2 separate regions of the Macaca mulatta genome follow, and region 1 is linked to region 2. A link is a contact called in public Hi-C data. All regions are on one chromosome and are shown on one strand. Each heading gives the region's core, a stretch centred on a gene start, on an enhancer-like site or on the middle of the called end of the contact. The rest is flanking DNA. Distances are from core to core; before and after follow the strand shown.

Region 1 (3,259 bases), core at 616-3,115, 59 kb after region 2:
GCCTCCAATGCCTTTCCCTCTTTTTTTTTTTTTTTCTTGAGGCATTGTTTCACTCTTGTTGCCTAGGCTGGAGTGCCATGGCACAATCTTGGCTCACTGCAACCTCCGCCTCCCACATTCAAGAGATTCTCCTGCCTCAGCTGCCCGAGTAGCAGGGATTACAGGTGCGCACCACAACACCCAGACAATTTTTTTTTTTTTTTTTGAGACAGAGTCTCACTCTGTTGTCCAGGCTGGAGTGCACTGGCGCAATCTCAGTTCACTGCAACCTACGCCTCCCAGGTTCAAGCAATTCTTCTGCCTCAGCCTCCCAAATAGCTGGGACTACAGGCGCACGCCACCACGCTTGGCTAAATTTTGTATTTTTAGTAGAGACCAGGTCTCACCATACTGGCCAGGCTGGTCTCAAACTCCTGACCTCGTGATCCTCCCGCCTCGGTCTCCCAAAGTCCTGGGATTATGGGTGTAAGCCATGGCACCTAAGCTTTTTTTTTTTGTATTTTTAGTAGAGACAGGGTTTCACATGTTGGCCAGGCTGGTTGGCTGGGCACCGTGACTCATGCCTGTAATTCCAGCACTTCGGGAGGCCGAGGCAGGTGGATTACCCTCTTTTTTTTTTTTTTTGAGGTGAAGTCTTGCTCTGTCACCCAGGCTGGTGCAATCTCGCCACCACGCCCGGCTACTTTTTTGCACTTTTATTAGAGATAGGATTTTGCTATGTTACCCAAGCTGGTCTCCAACTCTTGGTCCCAAGTGATTAGCCCACCTCGACCTCCCAAAGTGCTGGGATTATAGGTGTAAACCACCACGCCCAGCCTGCCCTCTCACCACAAATCTCCTTCTCCTGGGTAACTTTTCATCATCAGAAGTATCTTCTTCCATGCCAGGCGCGGTGGCTCATGCCTGTAATCTCAGCACTTTGGGAGGCCTAGGCGGGCGGATCACCTGAGGTTGGGAGTTCGAGACCAGCTTGACCAACATGGAGAAACCCCATCTCTATTAAAAATACAAAATTAGCCGGGCGTGGTGGCCTGCCCCTGTAATCCCAGCTACTTGGGAGGCTGAGGCAGGAGAATCACTTGAACCCGGGAGGCGGAGGTTGTGGTGACCTGAGATTGTGCTGTTGCACTCCAGTCTGGGCAACAAGAACAAAATTAGGTCTCAAAAAAAAGGAAAAAGAAGTATGCTCTTCCAGGAAGCTTCACTGACACCCCTTGGCTGGGTCACATGCCTCCTCTGGGCTCCCACATCTCCATCCCAGCGCAGGGCCTGACACATGGGAGTTGAGGCAAGTTAGATTGAATGAACAAATTAAACACACAGCACACTCACGGAGATGAAGAGACAGGAAAAGGGGGCCAACAGCACAATACAGGTTCGCTTCTTAAATGAGCGGTAGGTATGGCCCTCTGCGCTCACGGGGGGGCACGAAACTGTCCTAAGGGTGTGGGCGACAGCAGGCGGGCACTGGGGAGCCACGGAAAGGTGGGGAGCGGGGAGGGCGGATCGCTAACTGCAAATGAATGAAAGTTGCATTTCTCTGCATGTCGCACGCTATCCTGTCCCAAGTTGTTTTCTTCTAAAGGAATTTCCTAAAGAATCGCCCCCCAAGGCGCCCCCTACCCAGACCTGGCATCCCAGCGCTGTGCACACCTCGGGGTTCCAGATCCTTGATCTCGTGACCTCCGACCTGCAGTGACCTCGCCAACCGCCGCGGCCGCCCCGCCACGCCCCTGCCCGCCCGATCTCCTCCGCCGGCCACGTACGCCACTTACGCAGCCGGGGCGTCCCCGCCGCCGCTGCCGCCGCCAAGCCTGCCGGGTGCATCCTTCGTCTTCGCCTTCGCCTTCGCCGCCGCCGCCGCCACCGCCTCAGCCGCGGTTCGGAACGTGCCCGCCCGGCTCCCGTACCCACGCCCCGCCGGCGAAGAGACAGCCAATGGACGTCAGGATTGAGGGAAGGCCACGCCCTCCCACGGAGGCCTTGGCGAGTGGGCGGTGCCTTACGTAAGAGGCGGAGACTGGGTTACTGGGCTCCTGCTGTAAAGCGAGTCAGGGCCTGAGGGGCAGGAGGGCGGGGCCGGGAACAACCCCAGGAGGAGGCGGTGTCTGCCATGACAGAAAGTGACTGTGTCTGCCCTTTGCGGGTGCTCACGCCGGTAACTCCAGCACTTTGGTAGGCCGAGGCGGGAGGATTGCTTGAGCCCAGGGGTTCGAGACTAGCCTGAGCAACATAGTGACCTCGCCCCACCTCATCCCTACAAAGTTGTTTTTTTTTGTTTGTTCTGTTGTTTTGGTTTTTTGTTTTTTGTTTTAATTTAGCCAAGCGCAGTGACTTATGCCTGTAATCTCAGCACTCTGGAAGGCCGAGGATCGCTTGAGCCCAGGAGTTCGAGACCAGCCTGGGCAACAGCAAGATCTCCATCGCTACAAAACATTTTTTAAAATGTAAATATCGAGCGAAAGGGTCGATGGGAAATGCAGTTCTCTACAGACAGGCGTTCCATTTGGGTCGTTGAGAGCACTGGAGAGCCAGAGAAGGCTGTGGAGCAGGGAAAAGAGAAACATTTGTGTTCCTGAGGGGCTAATAGGAGTTGTAGGGGCTTATACAATTTTTGACAGCCCTTAGGTATTAAAGTAATTATTTATTTATTTTGAGACAGGGTCTTGCTCTGTTTCCCAGGCTGCCTCGGACCCTCTGGGCTCAAGTGATCCTCCTGCCTCAGCCTCCCCAGTAACTGGGACCACAGGCATGCACCACCATGCCCAGCTAATTTTTAGTCAAAACAGGATCTTGCTATGTTGCCCAGGCTGGTCTCGAATTCCTGGGCTCAAGCCATCCTCCTGCTTCAGCCTCCTAAAGCGTTAGGATGACAGACATGAGCCACAGTGCCCAGCCTTAAAGTGAATATTTACAGTGAGAAAAGGAAATCCAACAAGTTAGGTGAGAAGAACCAGGTGTCTCTCTTGGAAGAGATCTTAAGGCAGTTTCCCAGAAATTCATAAAAATGTTCTCACATTGCAACCTGGTTCCCTCTGTCCACCAAAAGCATTCTACAACCCCCAGCAACTCATAGCACACAGGTGCACCTGCAAGTGAAGAGCCCTGCCGACCAAGCGTCCTTAGTCTCTCCCCTCTCTGCCCCTCAGTCTCCCCCTTTCTCTCCCTCTCAGACTCCCCGACTTATCTCAGGAAAACATAGTGGTGGAAGTTACTTCTGCGCAGCGATAGCACATCCGGAAGGATGTCAGCAAGTGAC
Region 2 (2,855 bases), core at 136-2,635:
CTCTGCATTTGCGGTTCCTGATGCTTGGAATGTTTGTCCCTTGGCCTTTATCATCCTTCAGAGTTCATTATCAAAGCCACCCCTTACAGAGCCCTTCCTCCACCACCCAATTCAAACGATCTCATTATTTTCCATCCCAGCTCCCGATTCATTTTCTGCATAGCACTGTTAAAGTGTTTTCAGGCCTGGTGTGGTGATTCATGCCTGTAATACAACATTATTGGAGGATGAGACAGGAGGATCCCTTGAAATCAGGAGTTTGAGACCACCTTGGGCAACATAGCAAGACCCGTGTCTCCACAAAAAATTTAAAAATCAGCTGGGTGTGGTGGCTCACATCTGTAGTCCCAGCTACTTGGAAGGCTGAGGTAGGAGGATCCCTTGAGCCCAGGAGGTCAACGCTGCAGTGAGCCAAGATCATGCCATTGCACTCCAGCCTGGGCAACAAGAACAAAACTCCATCTCAAAAAAAAGAAAGAAAGAATTAAAAAAGTGTTTTCAATAATAATGCATTTATTTTGATTACCTTGTTGGCTGTCCTCTACTCGTGTGCCTGCCCCACTCCATTCCCCTTTCTAGAGTTAGCTCACGTAACTCCTCTTCCAGGAAGCCCTCTTTGACTCCCAGGCTTGGTCAGGTGTCTCCTCTGGGATTCCCCAGGGGCTTCCTTTCTCTCAATTCTGATGCTGCCTGTGCTAAGTATTTGTCTCCATATCTGTCCTGAGAACCTTGGAGCCAGGGCCCGGGGCTGTTGTTTTTGCATGGGCCTATCACCTCCTCCAGGAAGCCCTCCTTGGCCCTCTCTCAGGCTGGATGGGAAAGCTGCCTGGGCTCCCATCATGCCCTGGTTTTCTAGCGTCCCAGCCTCTGATCCCTCAGCTTGGCCTTCCCCATCACAGCTTTCATCACTTTGCGCTAAGCTTCCGCTATCACTACTCTGGGCCGTTCCTGCTCGGTGACTCAGGGACCAGTCTGGCACGGCCACCGCTGGGTCCCCAGCATTAAGCCCCGGAGCATGAGCCCAGTGAACTTTGAATTCAGGAAGGAATTCACAGGAAAGCTGCGGGGAGGCGGGCAGAAAACCACAGGCTTCCAAGAAACGCGTGTCTGCCGCCCCCTCCTCCCACCCTGAGACCAGTCCAATGGCGAAGGCCCTCCTCGGACTTCGTCACCAAGCCCACGGGAAGGGTGAAAGGTGCTCAGCGAGCAGGCGTCCCAACCCGCCAGGTTCTGTTGGAGACCAGGCTCGCGCAAGTCCCGCCTCTTCCCCCGGCACCAGGGGCGGGCCCAGGTGCGCCCAGGGCGGGGGAGTGGCCGCGCAGGTGCCGGCCCTTTGCGCCTGCGCCCTGCTCGCCCTGCCTAGCCAGGTGCGCCCCGCCCCTGCCTGCCCTGCCACCTTCGGAAGCCGCTTCCAAAGGCGTTCGCCATTGGCTCTGGCGACCCCCGTGCGTTGGGAGGTGTAGCGGGGCTCTGAACGCGCGGAGGACCGTTGAGTGTCGCAGGCGGCGAAGGTGCGAGGAGCAGACCCAGGCATCGCGCGCCGAGAAGGCCGGGTGTCCCCGCACCGAAGGTCCGGAAAGGCGACTTCCGGGGGCTTCGGCACCTGGCGGACCCTCTCGGAGCGCCGGCACCTGAACGCGAGGCGCTCCAGTGCGCGTGCGCGGCGAGGGGCTTCCCGCACCTGATCGCGAGACCCCAACGGCTGGAGGCTTGTGGCGTCGCCTGCGCGTCTCGGCGGAGCGGGCAATGGCGCAGCTGTGCGGGCTGAGGCGGGGCCGGGCGCTTCTCGCCCTGCTGGGATCGCTGCTCCTCTCTGGGGTCCTGGCGGCCGACCGAGAACGCAGCATCCACGGTGAGGGCCGGGCGGGGAGGCTGGAGGCGGGGCGCAGGGGGCAGGGGCTCGGGGGCCAATGGGGGTCTGAGCAGGGAGAAAGTGGCGGGGGAGGAAACTGGGGGCGACTTGATGGCGTTCAGTGGGTGTGGTGGAACCAGCCCTGGAGGATTGAGCCTTGAGATGAGGTTTGGTAGCCCTCGAGAGCGAAGACGGGCGGAGGAGCGAGGGTTAGGAGAGTTTCCTTCGGGTGAAGGAAGAGTCTAAGGGTATTGACCAAGAAGGCGTGGCACTGTTCCTTCCTGTGGCAGGAGCGGGGTGAGCAGCCGCACTAAAGACCTGCCTCCTCCTGGCGGTGGAATGTACCATGGCCAAAGCCCAGGGAGAGGCCAGGCCTGTGAGAGGGTGGGGGTTGGATTGGTGACCTGGTGGCCGTTTTAGACTAAGGGAAGACTACCTCACCCCTGCCTCTTTGGAGATTGGACGAGAGCCTCCCCCGAAGTTTTTGTAGTTGAGTTGCACTAGGTGCCTGAGAAGGAGGGAGCAAGAAAGGAAACAAGCGTTGGGGAAGAGGAGGCTCTGCTAAGGCGCGAGAGAGTATTGGCAGCTGGAGTTGGGTTCTTTGAATTGGTCCTTAGAAGTCGGTGGCGAATAAGGTGATTTAAACCTCTACACTCTTAAGGAAGTATGGTCTGAAAGGTCTCTTTGAACAAGTGTTGTTATAACCTTAACTGCTTCAGACAAGCACCAGCGGGTTTTGAAAAGAGCTCTCTTGAAAGAATTCATTGATTCAGCAAAACTTAACTGAGGCCCTGCTACGAGTCAGGCACTGGCGCTGGTGATAACAGTTAACTCAGACGAGCTGGGTTCCTGCATTCACAGAGCTAATATTCTAGTGAGAGAGGCAGAGCTAGTGAAGGTTTATTTTATTTTATTTTTTTGATAGAATAAAATCAAATTATGAGTCTCGCTTTGTCGCCCAGGCTGGAGTGCGGTGGCCCGATCTCGGCTCACTGCAAGCTGC

The links. Hi-C and Micro-C count contacts between places; a contact is called where the count stands out from the background.
Region 1: a Hi-C map of cortical neurons shows a contact between it and region 2, with 2.2 times the contacts expected there. The contact joins the promoter of KCNK6 here to the promoter of SPINT2 in region 2. A contact is called at or near these places in 4 of 14 Hi-C or Micro-C datasets (cortical neurons, fetal cortex germinal zone, fibroblasts and 1 more).

What each region holds. Positions count from the first base shown.
Region 1 is chr19:49,396,318-49,399,576 of T2T-MMU8v2.0, forward strand. KCNK6 (potassium two pore domain channel subfamily K member 6) reads left to right here and starts at 1,866. Exons shown (of 7, transcript XM_015123843.3): 1 at 1,866-2,006; 2 at 2,322-2,447. YIF1B (Yip1 interacting factor homolog B, membrane trafficking protein) reads right to left here and starts at 1,895. Exons shown (of 9, transcript XM_077982612.1): 1 at 1,776-1,895. The coding sequence starts at 1,827.
Region 2 is chr19:49,337,344-49,340,198 of T2T-MMU8v2.0, forward strand. It overlaps SPINT2 (serine peptidase inhibitor, Kunitz type 2), which reads left to right and starts at 1,386. Exons shown (of 7, transcript NM_001194343.2): 1 at 1,386-1,852. The coding sequence starts at 1,747. The region is part of intron 1 of C19H19orf33 (chromosome 19 C19orf33 homolog); the gene reads left to right.